Linked DNA regions of Mus musculus: region 2 is linked to region 1. The links are chromatin contacts, called in public promoter capture Hi-C maps. All regions are on one chromosome and are shown on one strand. Each heading gives the region's core, a stretch centred on a gene start, on an enhancer-like site or on the middle of the called end of the contact. The rest is flanking DNA. Distances are from core to core; before and after follow the strand shown. Region 1 holds the start of Grpel1 (GrpE-like 1, mitochondrial). Region 2 holds the start of Mrfap1 (Morf4 family associated protein 1).

Region 1 (5,361 bases), core at 589-3,088:
TGTGCACAGGTCCACAGCAGGCCCAGGTGAGTTACAGAGTAGGGTGGGTAAGAGAGATACATCTCAGGAACTGGGAATCACTTGGACAGAGAGATGAAAGTGGGAGTGTATGCAGAGGAAATGGGAAGAGAAGTCCAAAGGAGTCCTGGAAGTGAGTCTGAAGAGGCAGCCAGAAGAGGTGTGGGATCTCTGGGGCTGGAGTTACAGGTGGCTGACCTACCCAGTGTGGATGATGGGAATTAAACCTGGGTCCTCCACAAAAGCAGCCAGTGTATAACCAATGAGCCCCATCCATCTCTCTCTGGCTCCAGCAGTGATCTTTTAATTTTATTTTTACTTTCACGCTTTTAAAAAGTCTAAGAATCTGGGCTGGAGAGTTGGGCTCAGTGGTTGAGAGCATGTTCCTCTTGTGGAAGACCTGACTTTGATTCCCAGCTAACAACTACCTAACTCTAAGAGTTCCAGGGTATCTGACACTTTTCTGAACTCTGAAGGCACTTGGCATACACATGGACATACACATACAAGCAAAACATCCACACACGTAAGTTTAAAAAAGAAAGATCAGTAATTAATTCTGAGAAGCAAAATTATGCTAAGAATATAAAAACCTACAAAATGTGAAGGCTGCCTTCACTATGAATTATTTCCACCCCTAGGAGTGACCACCACAGCCTTTCAGCAGATCAGTTTTGCTGTATAGATCCTTTCAGGGCAGGAATTCCTAGGGCTATGTCTCGGAGGAAAGAGGGAAGCCAAGCTTATGGGATACTGTGGAGTTATGACTTCCTACTAGAGCATCTTTCTTCAAAACCACAATTTCAGAGATAGACATGAACCAAGCTGGGGGATGGGACAGGGCCGGATGGGATGGGAAATGGGGGTTCTTTCCTGTCAACTCTAAACAGAGCACCACAAATAGGAAGTGCTTCCCCCGGAATACTTCAGACTCCTCCCTGCTTTGCACAACATAGACCTGTTTTCATCTTTTAGTCACAAGTACGAGATCATCCGCCTGCTCACTCTCACCCGCTGAAAAGGCCAGCTCCCGTTCACTCCGTTTCCATAAGACTCAGGCAAAGTCTCTCTTTTTTTAATCAACCAAAAACTTGGTCCTAGCAGGGAACAAGCTAAAGATACTGAGCCTAACTTTGGAGATGCGACTCAAAAACCTGAAGCCACGGGTAAAAGTAAAGATGGCAAAAATGGGCATTGTCTAAATAAACTGCACACACACTGGCTTTCTTGCTCCTTGGACCTCACATTCCGCGGAGGGCAAAAGTGGGGGAAGGAATGTGAGTGGAAAAAGCCCACAAACCAGGCAGTACACATCCTGGACTGGATTAGGGATTAGCAACCCCAGCCCCTGGTCGGGCGGGCTTCTGCCTGGCTGCCTGACCTTGGGCAAGTCTCCCGCTTCTAAGCTTGACTTTTGCAATTCCAGGAGGGGTGGTGCCCCTATGCCCGAGAGAGTGCCGTGTGTCACCAGACAAACAAATGGCGGAGCCTTCCACCTGACGCATCACCCAGATCCCCGCATTTACGCCCCAGCGTCCCCACTTCTCGTCTCTTGAGCCCAGTTCGCGCAGTGCCGCACAGTAAACACCAGGACAGCCGCGCGTTGAGAACAGGCACAGGGACTCGATGGTGAGGATGTGACTTCAGGGTGCACGGGCACCGCCTGCGGGGACCAGTCCTGCCGCTAAACCCCCCACCAGAGCTCTCGGCCGTGAGTGAGGCCGACGCAGAGGAGTGAAGCTCTCTTACCTGAACGACAGTGCCAAAGCCGGGAGGCTGCGGCGCGCCAGCCTCACACACCGAGCCGCCATGACTGCCCCCGAGGTCGCGTCACTGCGCCCACACTGAGCATGCGCGGACGCCCCTTACACCGGTTTTCCCACCTACTGCTGCTTTTTAGCTAATCCGTGACCGCTGTTGTTCTGATGGACAGACCATTTCCACCAATAATTACGAGTCATGACGGAATTCTGTTTCCTCCTTCTCCGGTGGGCGGAGACTGAGGCTTCTGGGAGCCCCGGAAGGTGAGGAGGTGAAAGGTGAGGTGGGAGGAGTGGAGGAAAATGGAGCTTCTGTGGGCGTGGTCGCGCCAGGGGACAGCCAATGAAGAGGAAGAGCGTCAGGGCGGGCAGAAGGCGGCGAGCGCTAGGCGGGGACCCGGGAACTCGTGCCAAGTGACTGGTGCTCGCTTTAGGCTCCTGCTACCTTCTGCGGGCGGAACGTGGGTGTCCCGGGAAGGGACGGACCCCATCTCTACTATGCCGCAAGCGCGTTGTGTCAACAGGCTGGCTGTGGACGGCCCGATGAGCGTTACTTGATTTTGTACTTTCGGCCACCTCCAATTTTCTCAGAACGCAACATAAGAAAAAAAAAAACTAACAGCAGTGTGTGCAGGAGAGCTTCGAAAATATGGGTGCTGATGTTTGGTCACTGCTATGGGGGAGGTCGCAGAGCTGAGAGTTGTCGGAGGACGTTTTCTGTCCTGTCTAGGTATGTGCAGCTTCTTCCTTCCTCCCCCCGGCTCCCGCAAATCTCGAGACAGAACGCTTCGTCCGTGGACTACGGCTTGTGTGTGCTCTCGGCGGATCTCTTGAGTTCTAGGCCAGCCTGGTCTACAGAGTGAGTTCCAGGTCAGCCAGAGCTACACAGAGAAATTTTGTCTCGTAAAACAAACCAAACCAAACCAACCAAACAAACAAACAAAAAAGGGACCAAAATTCTATTATTTAATTTCGCTCTTTTAAAAATCATTTCCCCAGCACATGCTGCCTTTTGCCCGCCGTGGGCGTGGGGCAGAGCATGTCCACACAAAAAGCACAGCTCTCACCTCATAGGAAATAAGTTTATTCTGGAGTCATTTATGAGTGACTGGCCCAGAAACAGTTTTAGGACACCTGTGTTCCAACGTGAAAACAGTTTCAGGACGTTTGCATAGTAGCAGAACAAAGAAAGCCACAACTCAAGACATAAAATATATTAGTGAAAACATTAAGTAGGTGATTATAGCAAACGGGAATCTCAGCTGTAGTCCGCAGATGCTATTTGATAGCAAGCTTAGCCCTTTGGTGGAGATTAGAGTTTTGTTACTGTGTTACCAAGATTTTAATCGTCTTTTCCTGCTGTTAGGTCTGACACTGAGTGGGGCAGGGAATCTATTTAATGAACTAAAGATAGCCCAAGATAAATTGTAACTAGGCTCTGCACCTGCAAGGTTCAGCATCTCCAGTCATTGAGGCTTTAATCCGTCAATTGGCCTTTGCAGACAGTTTCTTTCCAGGAATCCTGGTTCACTGGTGTTTTGTAGGACAAGTGACCTGATTTGTTAATTCATTAGGGCTGGGGTCGAGTAAGAGGAGAAGGGATACTTAGAGCACCAATGAAATCAAGAGACATAATTGGATTGAGTCTATGGCACTTGGTTGTGATGGAACAAACCAACCGTGAAAAGGGCAGGGGACTGGAGTGGGACGGGTATCAGATGGTTATTCAGTGCGCTGGCCCTTTTGTTAGGGAACAATATGGGCCAATGGGCAGAGCTCTGGATGGGAATATTTATGGTACATTGTCATATTGGCTGGCAAGGGCTTTAAAAAATACTCTAGTTTTAAAAGGTGAGGTTTCTTGTAAGACTGTGGGAAAGTGATGACATTGTTGAAGCCGGCGATGAATACCATGGGGCTTATACAGTTTCCTTTGAAACTTTCTGAAATAAGACTTAGACCTCCTGTGGCTTTCCCTGGCAGTAACACCAGGTCACCAGATTTCTTCTGTCCTGAACATGGTTCCTCTTAAATCTTGGGTCTTCTCATTTGCTGAAAGGCGTCAAAGAAATGAGAATGCCCGTGACCAGCACATCTGTAAGCAGAGACAGATGAAGAGTTAGAGCTGCTGTGTGTGGAGGTATGGGTCTTCCCAGGGGTGAGGACCCTGGGGACTCTGAATCCCTTCTCAAGCTGGGGTTCTCCTGCCAGGAGGCATACGGGCCTGTGCTGCCACCTGGCGACCCACTCAGGAACTACTTGAGTGGGGGCCATCTCCTGAGGTTACCATCTTAGGCAGTTCTGTAGTCCCCGTGAGGTCCAGAACTTCACCACCCACCCGGGCAGCAGTCTACACAAGGAGATGGAGCTGCCTGGAGAAAACACTTAGGTTAGCTCTCTGAGTTCACATTTAGCAGTTGTCATGGACGGCCCAGCAGAGACAGGGATGCTGGAAGATCAAATGAACACGTGGGGTGGCCCCAGAGAGGATGAAGTGGTGTTTACAAAGAAAGCCAGTCCTCAGAAGGTCCTGAAGATGGCCCCACAGCTTGACTGTGGGCGTGATATGCATTCCAGCATAATGTCTGCTGTGTGTCAGGTGCTTTAAGATGTCCTCTTATGGATCAGACCCAAGACTTGCTGGGCAGAAAAGTGGTTGGCCAGGTTAGGTGAATCACAGAAGAAGACAGGGCTCTTGAATATTCCTTTATATTGCCCAGCATGCACCACTGGGGTGGAAAGCAGAACCAGCGCTGACTCCAAACGTCCAAATGTCACTGCCTTCAGTGACATGGTGGTGGTGCCTCAGGTAAGGGGTGGCTCTTCATCCCCTCATGCAACTTGGAGTCGTCCAGTTTGGAAACATCTAGTATTGAGGGATGTGGGGGTTCACCTTCTTTACTACCCTGACTGGATTGGAATCACCTAGGGGAGACACGTGGGGGCATGTCTATGATACTATCACAGAGAACCCCCGGAGAGGTTGAACTGAGGGAAGATCCACTCTAAATGGGAGTGGCAGCATCCCGTGGACTGAAGCCAAGACGAGAATAAGAAAGCCTGCGGAGTACCCGCTGCTGTCTGTTGCCCTCTGCTTCCTCATCCTGGAAATGTGAGCGAGCAGCCTTGAGCTCCTGTCGGTGCCTCCCTCACCAGGATGGACTCTAACCCTCTTGAACCAAAATGAGCCCTTCTTCCCTTAGGGTGCTTCTTGCCAGCTGTTTTGTCACAGTAATGGAAGAGGTAACTAGGAAACTAGGAGTAGCAGGCAGTGCTCTAGATGGACTCCAAGGACCATCCCGCACCTTCCCCATCACTCAGTCAGACACTAGGTCTAGGTGCTTCTGGGCAGGAGCTTGCACTTGGTATCCATGTCCCAAGTCCATTGTTCTTGAGGTAGAGAGCGACTTGTAAGTTTGAGGTTTTAAGTCCTTTAAAAGCAGCCAGCAGTAAAGTTCAGGTGAAATTGGGAGAAAGCCTAGAGTCCCCATCACTGTCTGGAAGGTGGACAAGTGCTCCTAGAAGCAGAGAGGCAATCCCCAGCCTAAGCCAGTCAGAATATGAGCACTTCAGACCTGCTGCC
Region 2 (5,458 bases), core at 2,827-5,326, 330 kb before region 1:
TTAAAAAGAAAAGAAAAGACCTGTGTTCAAATCTCTAACATCATGTAAAGCCAGCACAGGTAAAGAGCAATAGCAACAAAAGACAGCCCCACGCATGCACACACATGAGCATGCATGCACGGCTGTTGGGTTACAGAGGGAAATGTGATGGCTCAGCAGGTAAGGCACTTGCTGCCAAGCCTAAAACCTGAGTTTGATCCCTCAGACTCACATGTGGAAGGAAAGAACCAACTGACTCCTGCAAATGACCCACTACCTCCCGTGAATCCAAAAAGAGCAAGGACACCTCCTCCCTACCCCAGTCTGTACAAAACAAACATTAAAAAACCAAATAGCCAGAAGAAGACAGAACAGAAACTATAGAAAACAAAGCGATGGCCAAATTCCACGTGGTGAACACTGCACACGTATGTTTTATTCCCTGTCCACCAAGCACCAAGAGTCATTTGGTCCTGACCCATTTGTGTGTGTGTGTGTGTGTGTGACCATTTGTGTTAGAGTGGAGAGCAGAGGTCTACATAGGTGTCTTCCTCTATTGCTCTCCACCTTATTCTGTTTTGGGACAAGGTTTCTCCCCTGAATCTGGAGTCCACAATTCAGCTAGACTGGCTGGCCAGCAAGCTTGGGATCCACCCGTCTACATGCACATATGAACACATGTGCGTGTGCACGCGCACACACACACACACACAATCTGCTAGGGTTACAGACATAAGCCACTACCCCCTCTTCACCAAATGGATAGTGAGGGTTTGCATTCGGGTCTTTGAGTTTGCACAGCAAGTACGTTATCTCCCAGCGTGGTCCCCAGCCTGTCCCATCCCCTAGTCCCCTTTCACACCATTTTTTTTTTCAGTGTTTTCAGGTTCCTAAGGAAGATGAGCAGAAAGTGCAGAGCTCCCACACATCCCCAGCTTCTCCTACCAACAGCCCGACCCCCCAGCGCACTGTTACCATCAGTGAGCCTACAGCACGCAGCACCTCTGTTCTGTTAGGGTTCACACTTGGCAACTGTGGATTCAGACAGTTGCTAGCATGCAGGCAACATGACTGTCTCTGAGCAGCTTCACTGCCCTAAAAAGCCTCCATTCTCTCTCTGTTTGTCCCTCCATCCTGAGCCAACTCTCCACCTTTCTGTGTCCCCATTCTGCCCTTTCTGGAAGGTTGAGTAGTTAGAACCATGTGATTGATATACAAGGGGTTTCCTCCATCCAGCAACAGTTAAGACCCAGTGAGTCTATTCATTTTTGGTTGCTTATTCTTGTTAGTGCTAAATAATATTCCATCGTCCATTGACTTACAGAAGGCTGTTTGCTTTGGACTTTGGGCAGTAACAAATAAAGGAGCATAAACGTTATGTGCCTGGCTGTGGCAATGAAAATATCTTACATTCTAAGAGACGGGAACTTTTGCTGAACAGCCAAAGTTAATAATATACCTTGAGGTTGAAGAATAGAAAATTACTGGCCTCTTGTGAAAACATGAATTTTTTACCTCGGAGCCCACCCCCTCCCATCTAGAGATTGTTCCCAGAACACTCCTAAACTTTTCACCCCAAAACTCCTCACCCTAAAGTTCGACCAAGAACATTTTTGAGATAAAGGCCTCCTGAAACAACCTCAAAATGAACCGGGTACATTGCCAAATGATAGGACATGACTCCTTAGTTACGTAGATTCCTTGATAGGACATGACTCCTTAGTTACGTAGATTCCTTTGGCAGAACTCCCTAGTGATGTAAACTTGTACTTTCCCTGCCCAGTTCTCCCCCTTTGAGTTTTACTATATAAGCCTGTGAAAAATTCTGGCTGACCGTCGAGACTCCTCTACCCTGTGCAAAGGTGTATGAGTTTCGACCCCAGAGCTCTGTGTGCTTTCATGTTGCTGCTTTATTTCGACCCCAGAGCTCTGGTCTGTGTGCTTTCATGTCGCTGCTTTATTAAATCTTGCCTTCTACATTTTATGTATGGTCTCAGTGTCTTCTTGGGTACGCGGCTGTCCCGGGACTTGAGTGTCTGAGTGAGGGTCTTCCCTCGAGGGTCTTTCATTTGGTACATGGGCCGGGAATTCGAGAATCTTTCAAGGTCACTTAAGACTGCTGGCCTACTGTGTACTCAAACTGTTGGTATAACTCCCCTTTAAGGGAACAATGTAACAACCAGCCTTACTTGCCTTGAATTTCCCATGTAATCCACTTTTACAACCTAAGCTAATACTTAGCTATTACATTATGTACTCTTCCATGCCGCTGACCCAGACAAAACAGCAAATACAAAAATTGGAAGCAACTTCCTAAAATCTACTATAAAGTTTGAAAGCAACCGATGATTATCTGTTGAAAAATAATGATAAGTTTGTGATCTGGGTCAGTCGGGATTAGTTGGCATCAGTGACTTAATCCTTTGTTAAAGATTTCTACAAAGTGCCCCATTCCTTCCCCATTCGATGCTGATGCTTTCAAAGTCACTCAGTAAAGATGAAGCAAAGCCCTTTGTTAAGGACAGACACACCCCTCACAGAAGGACAGACAGAGTCAGAGATAAACAGATTCCCAAGAGAGCCTTTAGGCAGGCACAGATTCAGAGTCACACAACAGACAGACAGAGGACAGACAACACAGGGAGCCTGAAACACACAGTTCGGATCTGGACTCACTCTTAGTTAAACAACTCCAAGAAGAATTGCTTCTGTTTCTTTCCTTAATGTGACACTGATACATTATTGGTAACTCAGAGGGAATCACTAATGGGTACAATCCATGTGCAGGGTTTTGGGTGGATTCATGGGTTCAACTAATTTGCTGGGTTGTACAGTAGAAGCTGTCTTAGCCATAGAGATCACATTCCCACCAATTAAGACGGGAGGGAGGGGCAGAGTGAGAGGGTGAGGGAGGGGAAGGGAGAGTAGTAGCGAGAGGGAGAGAAAGAAGAGAATTTCCTGGGATCAATGTATACCAGCCTTTCCCCATGTCAGGGTTCTGCAGTCTAAGTATCCTGATGCAGTGTGCAACAGTATCCCATTGTCCTCTGAACCATTTGCTTATTCATGTTCTTACCCTGGATTATTTTTAAACAAAAGCCACTGAGTGTAGAGTCCAATTAAAGATATGCACTTTATATATGCCTATGGTTGGTTTTTGCAAAATGGTTTCACGACTTGTGGTTAGAAAACCAGTGAGATACATAGTTTAGATTCCTGAGAAAGTACTGTCTGATCGTAGACTAAGAATTCGGCATCTCCCCTTAAAGTTCAGTGTTGGTTGAGTAACAGTTACGCAAATGTAGTCGTCTGAGCCAACTTCTGTCCTTTCCACAGCAAGTGATCACCAACTGAATGTGACCTGGGGCCTCAGAAAGCATCAGACAATAGTTTCACCTTAGGAAGCCAGGAGCTCTGTCAGGTAAAAACACACCCAGCCACTCCGTCAATCAAGATATGATAATTCACTTAAACTAACCAAAGGGGCGGAGCTATGAGCAGGATGACTGTCCACACATGGCTTTCCAAGATTCCTCTTTCCCCAGTTTCGAAAAACTGTTTTTGTTGTTGTTGTTGTTGTTTGTTTGGTGGTTTTGATTTGTTTTGAAACAGGGTCTATGTACTGAACTCACTATGTACACCAGGATGACCTCAAACTCAAGGATCGGTCTGCCTGCCGCCTCTACCTCCCAGGTGCTGGAATTAAAGGCGGGCTCTTTTTCTTTTTTAAAAGTAAACTTGTCGGGTGCGGTGGCTCACACCTGCGACACGGGAAGCTACGGCAAGAGGACTGCCTAGAGTTCAAGATCAGTTTAAGCCAAATAATTGAGTTCCAGGCCAGCCTTGGCTACAGCGTGAGGTCCTGTTTCAAAAAGTAAATAAATAAAATCGGAATAAGATACAGGAAGGGACGAACTTCGCATCACCCAGAGCAGCTGCAAAAGCTGCGAAAGGGAGGCCGACCTAATGTCAGCGCGCGGCCGCAGAGGCGCTCGCCCCGCCCCTTCGTGGACGCGAGCGCGCCCGCCCCTTTCAGCGCGGCCGTAAAGAGGGGGCGCGGAGGTGTCGTGAAAGGGGTCGCAAAGCGCCGAGCGCTGGTTGACGGTTGAGACTCCATTTTGTTCGTCGCTCGCCCGCTCGGCAGTCACTCGTCTCCGTGGCTTCTCCGAGGCGGAAAGTTGGACCGGCGGCGGAAGTTTTGAGGACTCGGCCCGAGCTCCGTCCGTGAGGGTCGTGCAGACGAGCAGAGCAGCGGCGATGCGGCCCCTGGACGCGGTGGAGCTGGCGGAGCCCGAGGAGGTGGAGGTGCTGGAGCCCGAGGAGGACTTCGAGCAGTTTCTGCTGCCCGTCATCCACGAGATGCGCGAGGACATCGCGTCGCTGACGCGCGAGCGCGGGCGCGCGCCGGCGCGCAACCGGGGCAAGCTGTGGGAGATGGACAATATGCTGATCCAGATCAAGACGCAGGTCGAGGCCTCCGAGGAGAGCGCCCTCAACCACCTGCAGGGTGCCGGCGGCGCCGAGCCCCGCGGCCCCCGGGCGGAGAAGGCCGACGAGAAGGCGCAGGAGATGGCGAAGATGGCCGAGATGCTGGTGCAGCTCGTGCGGCGGATAGAGAAGAGCGAGTCTTCGTGAGGAGCCGGCCGCGGTAAGGGCGGGAGCCTGGCGGGGCGTGGGCGACGGTGGGGGAGGAGGCTGGCTTGTCGCCTCGGGAGTAAACTAGGCCCCCCCTGGGGAAGGAGTAATAGCAAATCGTCGGCGGGGAGACCGTGGAAGTTTCCAGATGGTGCTGGAGAGCATGGGGCCCTAAGTGAGACAGCGTCCAGAAGGGGGCCGGGTATTTGCTTTGCTGTCCGGACAGCGTGATTAACCTCTCGGTGATGAATCTCTCCCGCCCGTGCCTTAGGTTTCCAGCCAATGGATTCTGGTTGAGTGATGGCGATTGGCTGACATGACACCCTGGAGAAGCTGAAACCAGAGAGCCTTTTGTTTTCCTTTTTTTTTTTTTTTATCTCCTTCTTATTTTTTTTTCTTTTCCCCTCTGTCTTCCCTCTGTTTCTCACTGACACTACGTTTCTGCTATGGTCTGCGGTTGACGACCTCGATATGAGTTTTTGATTATTCGGTGGTTCCTTTTTTTTGTTTGTTTGGGGGAAATAACTTTGATTTGGAAAATGCGCTCACATACGGGAATTAGGGCCTAGATTGTAAGCCCTGTGGCAGTTGAATAACGTTCATTCCTGGCCTTTGGTTGTTGTTCCTAAATTTTGAGGTGCTTTGCTCTTTCTTGGGTGACCTGATAGCTCCCTGAACTTTGAATCTCTGTGACACTTGAGACTCAGAGTTGAAGCTCACCGCCTCTGAAAGTTCTGAAGGAGCTGTGTTAATTCTCGAAGACTCCATGCAGCAATGGCAGAAGAGACCAGACTTCATCCGGGACAGTGGATGGGCCTTACATGGCTAGGACTGATGACCTGGG

Evidence for each region. Promoter capture Hi-C pulls out the DNA fragments that hold promoters and counts their contacts.
Region 2: a contact with region 1 is called in a promoter capture Hi-C map of the HPC-7 cell line. The contact joins the promoter of Mrfap1 here to the promoter of Grpel1 in region 1. A contact is called at or near these places in 18 of 39 promoter capture datasets (the 3T3-L1 cell line, 3T3-L1-derived adipocytes, the C10 cell line and 12 more), 1 of 15 datasets of contacts at CTCF or cohesin (the NIH/3T3 cell line), 19 of 484 Hi-C or Micro-C datasets (CD4 T cells, the G1E-ER4 cell line, the HPC-7 cell line and 11 more), 19 of 115 datasets of contacts at active chromatin or transcription factors (the NIH/3T3 cell line, acute myeloid leukemia, astrocytes and 15 more) and 3 of 9 other capture datasets (adipose tissue, liver and macrophages).

Annotation. Positions count from the first base shown.
Region 1 is chr5:36,461,662-36,467,022 of GRCm38.p6, reverse strand. Grpel1 (GrpE-like 1, mitochondrial) reads right to left here and starts at 1,838. Exons shown (of 4, transcript NM_024478.2): 1 at 1,768-1,838. The coding sequence starts at 1,829. 2210406O10Rik (RIKEN cDNA 2210406O10 gene) reads left to right here and starts at 2,169. Exons shown (of 3, transcript NR_126488.1): 1 at 2,169-2,508.
Region 2 is chr5:36,795,372-36,800,829 of GRCm38.p6, reverse strand. Mrfap1 (Morf4 family associated protein 1) reads left to right here and starts at 4,076. Exons shown (of 2, transcript NM_026242.3): 1 at 4,076-4,627; 2 at 4,886-5,458. The coding sequence starts at 4,237. The coding sequence ends at 4,614.